Linked DNA regions of Mus musculus: regions 2 and 3 are each linked to region 1. A link is a contact called in public Hi-C and Micro-C data. All regions are on one chromosome and are shown on one strand. The core of a region is the stretch at or near the end of the contact, and the rest is flanking DNA. Distances in the headings are between cores, read along the strand shown. Region 1 overlaps Stard13 (StAR-related lipid transfer (START) domain containing 13). Region 2 overlaps Gm36447 (a long non-coding RNA gene). Region 3 overlaps Gm36447 (a long non-coding RNA gene).

Region 1 (3,082 bases), core at 42-2,541:
GGGTTCTTCATGGCTAAGCACCTTGTGCCTCCTGAGGAGAGCAGTGGAGATTGTAAAGAGCAGGCCTGCGGTGTAAATTCTGGGACCCAGTATAAAATCAAAGAGTACGATTTCTTGTTCATTTCTACTTTCATTTTTCAAAAGGGTTTAGTCATTTTTATCTTAAGTGCATGAGTGTTTTGCCTGCAAGTGTGTCTGTGCGCCACAGTGCATGTCCGGTGTCCACACAGGCCAGAAGAGGGCATCAGAGTCCCTCTAGAACTGGAATTACTGAAGGCCATGAGCTCCCATGTGGGTGCTGGGAGCTGAACCCAGGCACTCTGCAAGCTCCAGCCAGTCCTCATTCATATACGTGTGAGACTCTCAACTCTGACAACAGAGCATTAAACAGACTGAAAGACCCAGGTTACCTCTCAACCACAATGAGTATCAGAACAAACAAAACACTTTCTGTTCTTAGAACAAAGTATCTTAGGTCCAACATGCAAATGTACTGGAAGCTTTGCTACAAAGAAATGGCTATTGGCAATTAGTGTCTTTCACAGTTCAGAGATGGCCTCTCTTAGACTCCACACTACTACATCTTTAGAACTATTGTCTTACTGTGCCCAGTCACTGCTGACTGCCACTTCAGAAACCCAATCCTAAACCGGTCAGGGGTTCCCCACTTCATTCATGGAGAAGCAGCTAAGAGTCAGACAACAGAAACTCCTAAGTTTGTTTGTTCATCACCTCGCTGCTGTCCCTTGGAAGACTGCGTTTCTTGGGCCATTCTTAGGTTCTGTACCTAGAATCTGGTCTGGTTTTTTTAAATCATTTTGTATTTACCAAGCTTAGGAAAGCCCTTTCCTTCTAGGCTTCCAATACAGTCCACAGAACCCAGAGCTGTTTCCCACCTCTCCTGGAAGGTGAGGGTAGAACAGGAGGTTTCTGTCAGAATGAAGCAGAATGAATAGTTTCCCAATGACCCGGCCTGACCCCCTGCAGGCGGCTCAGTCAGAAGGCTCAGAGCCTGCAGCTAGAAAGCCCCAGATAGATTTGAAATAATAAAGATCACAGTGTTTTCCAAAAGAAGAAACTTGAGATCTGAACAATTCAAAGAAGGCGCCCATCCAGGATGTACACATGTACAGACTCACAAAGAGCCACAGGACACAGTGGGCCAACGGAGTGGGCTGGGCAGTACAACTAAAACATCCCTTTTGTAGACTCTCTTCCATGCTCCTCTGCTTGGGGGGGGGGGGGGGGTTGGGAAAGGGGGAAGAATTCCTTTCAAATGACATAAATAGTTGTGAATCACACTTAAGAATACACCCTCGGGGCACTGTGACCCAGTGCAGCACAGCTCTGAGGTATACACAGTCTGGAGCCTCCTTCCAGAAGTACGGATGTAAACAAACTGAAGCTGTATCCCCTTTCAATAAGCACCTGCCTCGCAGCTTGACTTCTTTCTTCCTTTCTCTTTTCCTGTCCTTTTAACAATGCCTACTTTCTTCCTGTGCACTGTGATGCAATTTGAAATACTTGCCAGATCGGGGAAAATAAATGTTCTTAAGACTGGTTGTGGAGAATCACCCAAATATAGCTAAACGTGGCATTTTCTAGACACTGCAGACTTGGAATGAAGTAACTAACACATTAAGTAGCAATCTGCCTGGATATCTTGATCTGTGGAATTCAGTGATAAGCCCAGGAATGCAAAGAGCTTTTCTTGAGAATTCTGTTCTTATGACCACAGAATGTACCCGTGTTTAATTTCCCCTGTGATCTATGCAGCTGACATGTACAGACTCCAACTGTCCTCTAATGGCTTGGAATTCTCCCCATGTTCCTGTAGTTTTTTTTTTTTTTCTTTTCTCTTTTTTTTTTCCCAAGTTAAGGTTGCTTTCATCTATAGCAACAAGCAAGAGACACCAGGGCATGGCAACCATACACATGTATTTCTCTGGGTATCTATGAGAAAGAGAAATGACCACTGGCCACTGATTACTGGTCTGGCTACTCAGAAACATTCCACCTTGCTCTTAAAGAAGTGAGCTAATCTGTATGCCACTGGGGAGCGAGGAGAGTGGAGAGCAGAAACTCAAAGTCTGGGTGTCGAGAACATGGTGCCTTGATATTGAGGCCCAGGATCCCAGGAAACCTCAGCTGTGGTTTGGATAGGGCAAGTCCTGGGTGAGAGGGCGCTAGAGGTGCTGAACCTAACCTACGCGTTCATTGTTCAACTCACTCATCCCTCTTTGGGTCCTTATTGCTCTGTTAGGAAGCAGTCAAACTGCTAAAAGTGAGAGGTTGGGATGGGGTGTAGGAAAAGGGTCTGGGATCTCAATAAGATAGCCACATACTCCATAGTAGGCAAGGTGACAAGGAAAGAAAGTTACTTCTGCTGGAGCATTTACAGCTACACTGAAATGGGCACAGTGTTCCCATGCCTCACTGTCAGTAAGAGATCAGCCTCACATTCTTACGCCACCGGCTGGTTTAAACCAGTACAGCTGATGAGCAGAGCACAAATCCAACCTCGAGCACATACTTGTGTTTCCTCAAGTGCTGACCCTGGAGGAACTGGAATTTCTACCAAGCGTCTTCTTCTTCATACTTTTTAAAAAATAGAAGCTTCTCTTCCCTCACAGGACATTTCTTTTAAATTTTCCCACATACGGTACTATCTATAAAAGGCCACCCAGGAGGGAGTCATGTTCCTCCCCAACTGATCATGTAAAGTTCCGGCAGAATGTGAGAAACACACATTGCAGGTGCCACATATTCCAAAGAAAGGAAATCAAATGAGACGCTCAGAATACAGGCTTATACGATTTTGTTTTAGGAGCCATTCCCCAAAGGGATACTTCCAGTCTCTAAACACATTATTTTGATTAAATCTCCCATAGTGGGGTAGAGGGAAACCTATATCAAAATTCTCCCATGAAAGTTCAAATGTTAAAAGACAGGGAAGTTTTTCCCTTCTCTGCTCACTAATGACTCCTAGAATAAGAATGCTTTCTATGGATACTTGTTGAAAAATAAATAAATAAAATTACACCATCTGCTATCACAAGAGTTTCCACTGTAGTTCTGTGGG
Region 2 (2,752 bases), core at 84-2,583, 200 kb after region 1:
ACACACATTTGAACTCTATCTGAGACTTTCCAGAGGGTCAGGTGACTATCAGTCAGTACATTCTGCAGTTTGTCTGAGAATTGTTTACTCAAGAATGTTGCTGGGGGCTGGAGAGATGGCTCAGTGGTTAAGAGCACTGACTGCTCTTCTGAAGGTCCTGAGTTCAAATTCCAGCAACCACACGATGGCTCACAACCATCCGTAATGAGATCTAATGCCCTACAGTGTATTTACATATAATAAATAAATAAATCTTAGGGCCAGAGCCAGCGGGGCTAGAGCAAGAAGAAAAAGTGTCTGAAGAAAGCTACAGTGTACTTACATATAATAAATAAATAAATCTTAAAAAAGAAGGAGAAGGAGGAGAAGGGGGAGGAGGAGGGGGAGGAGGAGGAGGAGGAGAAGGGGGAGGAGGAGGGGGAGGAGGAGGAGAAGGAGAAGGAGAAGGAGAAGGAGAAGGAGAAGGAGAAGGAGAAGGAGAAGGAGAAGGAGAAGGAGAAGAGGAATATTCCTGTGGATGGAAAATGGAACTTGGCCTATGGCCTAGCCTTGACCCCAGGTGGGAGGGGGAATCTGTAGGGGGGAGGCAGTGTAAGACTGGTCAAAGCCCTTAGGGTCCTTCCCCTCCAGATTGCTAGATTATAGGTAGGTGTAATGGTCTCTACTTCGAGTGCTTGAGAATGCCCCACCCCACCCTGTGGGCTCACATCCAAATTCTTGGTTCGTGAACTATTTGGGGAAGTCCTCCCCACCTGGAAACTGTGAGCAAGTCCCCAGCTTTCTCTTCTAAGTTGCCTTGGTCATGGTGTCTCTTCAGAGCAGTAGGCCAGTAATTACAACACCCACATTCCAATGCAGGTTTTAAAACTCATAATGAGATAAATAACTTTCTTTCCAGAGTCCATTGGTGTGACTCTCCCTGTCCTCGGGGATTGTCAGCCAATACAGGTCTGCGAGGATGAGAGGATGGAAGGGCAAAGGGAGCAGAGACATCAAAGAGGGGGTGGTGTGGGGTATGGAAGCCCTGTGAGTGCTTGCAGTAATGACAACATTGAGCCCAGCTGCGGGGAGACAGATCCACTTTACTTGGGGTGATTTGAGGCTTAGATAGTTTGGGGAACTGGTGTTAGGAACATCCAGGATGGGCAAAGGTCATTAGCTGAAGGCTTAGGGTACTGAAATGCCTCATTAGCCTGGGGAAGCATTTCAGGAATCTCAGGTGCTAGCTGAACAGGTTCTTATCAGGAGAAAGGAAGTTGAATCTGTAATCTAACCAAGGCTACAAGACCTTCTGCTGGGGTGTGTGTGTGGAGGTGGGGGTGGGGAGTTAAATTCTTCAGACAAGGTCAAAGGAGAAGCCCTGTCAAATGACGGGAGTTCTCCATATTGTGCAGAGCCCCTGAAGGTTATCTGGCTGTGGTGGACTTCGACTTTAATTAGCAGAGTTTCCCTGTACACTGGGGGAATGAGAATGGTCTCCAAAACAACTGTGTAGAATTAACCCACTGAGCAACAACGGCCATAAGCTCTGCCTTTGCCCTGCCATCATCGCCAGCACTGAGACTGGTCAAAAAATAACACAATCTTGAACTAAAGATCTAGGAGGGAGATCCATGCTCCCAGAAGCTAGAGCAAGGGCAGAGATATCTGGACTCATTGGTGGTATGCTGACTTTGGAGAAGGGACATCTTTCAACTTGTGACGACACAGGAAGGAGTGTGAAACTTCAGATGAACAAATCTGAAGATGGTATGAGGAAGAAACCAAGGGAATTCTATGATTGTGACTTAGCTCTGGAGCAATGGTCTGTGGCCACAACAGGGTAATGCTGAGATGCAACCAATCTAGCCTGTTCTGCTAGATCAAGTTAAACAGACAGTTACATTATTTTTTGATTACTTGGTATTCTTCTCATTGATTCTTTCTTCCTACCAATTGTTGTGGTATAATTTGGGAAGCACTTTCATTCTTTTGTTTGTTTGGTTGGTTTTGTTTTTGTTGATCATTTTTTCAAGACAGGGTTTCTCTGTGCAGTCCTGGCTGGCCTGGAACTCCCTCTTTAGACCATGCTAGCTTCAAAATCAGAGATCTGCCTGTCTCTGCCTTTCAAGTGCTGGGATTAAATGTGTGTGTGTGTGTGTGTGTGTGTGTGTGTGTGTGTTACCACACCCAGTTAAGAGCCTTAATTCTTGAATCCATGTCAAAGGCTGAGCTGTCAGCTACCTGACCCACCTCCAGTACCTCACAGTGAGCCAGAGAGGAGGGAAAAACTGTTGCTTTTGTTAAAATGGGGAGTGCCAGGCTTCAGGCCTCCCAAATTTGTTCAAACAATCTCTCCACCAAATCAAGTGGCCTTCCCCAAGTCCCACAGATGGGCAGTGGTGGATCAAGGTTTGGGTCTCAAGATTCTCCTCTGCCGTGGAGACGACGGGCCACTGTGAAAAAAGCAGAGTAGATGGTGGGTGTTTCTGTCTCACAGTGCCGTGGTGCTATCAATCCTTCCTCGAATCCTTCTCTGGGGCCTTCAAGCTGTCCTGCATCTGAGATACCCTTGTAAAGGTCCAATGATCTGAGCAGCCAACAATGTTGCAGCACTACAGACAGACAAGATGAGAAACCGTAGTGCCCTTCCATCCACAGAAACAGGGAGAAGGCAAGTGCCATAAATACAGGCCTTCTGTTGAAAGAAGCAAGGGAGACTCTATACACCTGACATTCTCTGCATTTCTATACAGAGACCCAACCAAATCTC
Region 3 (2,836 bases), core at 22-2,521, 240 kb after region 1:
AGGACATCCCACTTGAGGATCATAATGACCACTGAGTCCTCCAAACCAATGAGGTATCTAGATGGGCTGACTGGAGGGTTTAACTTTAAGCTTTCCATCCAAGACATTCCTTCCTGCAAAAGGTATGTAATCTCTGGTCCACCCCGAGTAAGTTGTATGCACCCATTTCCCATGATGAACAATGAACAAAATGTTTGAACAAGCAAGAACCACCATGGGGGGAAGCCTTCATTATATAGAGCTGCTAAAGTCTCCCACAGAAGGCCCCTCCATGCTCCTGGACACTCACCCCTGAGCTAAGCCATCCTAGGCTAAGCAGGAGTCTTCCCCCTGCTCCACTCCCATTGCAGGCCCACATGGCCCTGCTTCATTCCTGACTCTACGAGGTTCCCAGTGATGACTAGACAACCCCAGGAGTTTGGGAATCAGCCCCCACCTCTTCAGCCTCAGCCTGCCTTACCCGGGCTGGGGTCCCCATCTTCAGCTACCTCCCCTTTCATCTGCCCAAGCAGAGTTCACAAACCACAGCATCGAGGTGAGATGCAGAACCACAAACCCCTCCCACCCCTTCAGTCGCCTTTTGTCAAGTATTCTGTCACAGCAAGGAGAAAAGTAGCGGCACGTGCATTTCTATCTTTTCCTTCAGGACAAATGCTTTAAGAACTATCACCTCTTACCTATACGTGGACAGGATCACCAGCACAATGACCACAATGTCATCTCTGAGTTTATGACACAGGCTTTGACAGCAAAATTTCAAAAGTTAAAAATACAAATTTAAAAACAGGTACTATCTCTGACAATTTAAAATAAATTGTGCTAAATATTCTGAAACATGTAAAATGGAGCTAGGAATAGGCTTGCGGACGACACGCAATATCTGAGTTCAAACAACAAGAGGATGCAGAATGGCTATGGGCAGGGAGACACAGAGAGGCAGAGTTTGTGCAAACTAAAACAGAGAGCAAAAGGCTCACAGCTTTTAAATCGGGGCATAAGACTACAAGTGTTTATTATACTATTCTTGGTTTTGTAAAATATTCCTTGATGGAAAAAAAAAATCATGATGTGCAATCTTAAAGAAGGAACCCTACATGATACAATTTCACAGAAAACCACAGACAGATCTCCCTGTTCATTCAAGACTACTCAATCCTGGAATACACCAATACTAAAATAAGGACAGAACATTTTTAGAATAGTAGTAGGTTCATCCCTGGGGCTAGTGAGCTCAACCAAGGGATCTTAGCCAAATGATCAGGCACAGCACAGATTAGCACAACTCTCAGACCTCCTCAGAGAAGCTTGTGTAATGAAGGGCAGTTGGAGAAACGACTGCCCCACTCAGAGGCTAGCATAACCATTTTCAGTCTTAACAAGGTGAAGGCAGAGCATGCCTTTAATCCCAGCACTCGGGGAGGCAGCAGAGGATGGCAGATCTCTGAATTTAAGGCCAGCTTGGACCATAAAATGAGTTCAAGGCCGGCTAAGTTTACCCAGAGAACTCCTGTCTCCAAAACAAAACAAGACAGCAAAAGCAGAACAAAAAACCAAAACAATTTTTTTTCATCTTTTGCAAAGTAGTTTATATTTGGGGGGCCTTTCCTAAAGATACTACCAGGATCTTCAAAATGGAAGTTAGCAAGCTGAGTTGTCTGAGAAAAGGCCAAGACTAGCTAAGAATCACCCGGGTATTTTAAAAATCAAGACTAAAACACTTCTTGTAATAAGTATAGAAAAACACCACATAGATGTAGGGCTGGTAACGGTGACATAGGCACAAAGAGATTAAGTTCAGAAAGAGATTGAGGCGTAGGGAGACTCCGTTCCCAGATCTGTGTCAGTGGCATGCAATGTGCAGATAGTCCGGGGATTAAGTAACGTAAAGAACTGAAGTATTAGAAGAAAATAGGAAAATATTTTCAATATCTTATAATAAACATGAAACACAGAAGCCAAATGAAAGAGGCAGGCACATTAGAGGAGTTCACAGCGACAGGACTCTAAGCTGGGCTGGGTGTTGCCGAGTCACACTGAGAGACCAGAGGGTGACTAAAGCAGGGAGATCTCAAACTCAAGACTGCTGAGAAAACAGTTAATTCAGGGCCAATCTAGACAATGTAGTACTTGTTTGTTTGTTTGTTTTTCTCAAGATAGAGTAAAAAATAGGGGTGGTTGATTGGGAATGTGGTTCAGTGGTAGACCACTCACTTAATTTAGCATGCAGACTGTGTTTGATCTCCAACATCTCAAGCAAATTAAAAAGTAACATTTCTATAGCATGTAACAGAAGGGAAAAAAAAGTTCTATGCCAGAAGAAAACTTAGTATGTAAAGACTCTCAGGAAGACGATACGCTAACACAGCATCTATATAAACTCAAACCATACTGTCCTTTAAATAAAAGAGGAAATGGAGAACCACAAGGCATGGTGGTCTGGATTAGCAGGCCCCCATAGGCTCATAGGTTTCAATGTTTGGTCCCAGTTGGTACAACTGCCTGAGAAGGACTAGGAGGGAGGGGTGGCCTTGTTGGTGGTATGACGTCACTGGCAACAGGCCTTGAGGTTCATGAGCCTACATCCCTCTCAGGTCTCTCCTCGTGGACTAGATGTAAGCTCTCTCAGCTTCTGCTTCCAGCACCATCCCTGCCTGCTTGCTGCCACGCTTCCTGACACAATGACCATGGACTCACCCCCTGAAACTTGTTCTTCTGTAAGATGCCTTAGTCAGTCATGGTATCTCTTCACAGAAAAGTAAGACACAAGGTATGACTGACTAAATTCAAAACACATCCTCAAAAAAACCTCAGTGATTTAAAAAAAATAAAAGACTTG

What was found. Hi-C and Micro-C count contacts between places; a contact is called where the count stands out from the background.
Region 2: a Micro-C map of trophoblast stem cells shows a contact between it and region 1, with 2.2 times the contacts expected there. The contact joins two enhancer-like sites. A contact is called at or near these places in 3 of 484 Hi-C or Micro-C datasets (cerebral cortex, nephron progenitors and trophoblast stem cells) and 2 of 115 datasets of contacts at active chromatin or transcription factors (stem cell-derived neural progenitor cells and trophoblast stem cells).
Region 3: a contact with region 1 is called in a Hi-C map of uterus, with 1.9 times the contacts expected there. The contact joins two enhancer-like sites. A contact is called at or near these places in 6 of 484 Hi-C or Micro-C datasets (cerebral cortex, embryonic fibroblasts and uterus), 1 of 115 datasets of contacts at active chromatin or transcription factors (extraembryonic endoderm stem cells) and 1 of 9 other capture datasets (embryonic stem cells).

The regions. Positions count from the first base shown.
Region 1 is chr5:151,052,785-151,055,866 of GRCm38.p6, reverse strand. All of the region lies in intron 7 of Stard13 (StAR-related lipid transfer (START) domain containing 13), which reads left to right. Among named protein-coding and RNA genes, the nearest start is that of Kl, 100 kb to the right of the region's middle. Within about 2 kb of position 1,291, at least 80 of the 459 cell types and tissues checked have an H3K27ac peak or open chromatin away from gene starts, as enhancers often do. A contact at or near this core is called in trophoblast stem cells and uterus, where this site is marked.
Region 2 is chr5:150,849,577-150,852,328 of GRCm38.p6, reverse strand. All of the region lies in intron 1 of Gm36447 (a long non-coding RNA gene), which reads right to left. Among named protein-coding and RNA genes, the nearest start is that of Gm36447, 36 kb to the right of the region's middle. Within about 2 kb of position 1,333, at least 17 of the 459 cell types and tissues checked have an H3K27ac peak or open chromatin away from gene starts, as enhancers often do. A contact at or near this core is called in trophoblast stem cells, where this site is marked.
Region 3 is chr5:150,816,661-150,819,496 of GRCm38.p6, reverse strand. Gm36447 (a long non-coding RNA gene) reads right to left here. Exons shown (of 4, transcript XR_377280.3): 1 at 1-2,836. Among named protein-coding and RNA genes, the nearest start is that of Gm36447, 3.1 kb to the right of the region's middle. Within about 2 kb of position 1,271, at least 6 of the 459 cell types and tissues checked have an H3K27ac peak or open chromatin away from gene starts, as enhancers often do. A contact at or near this core is called in uterus, where this site is marked.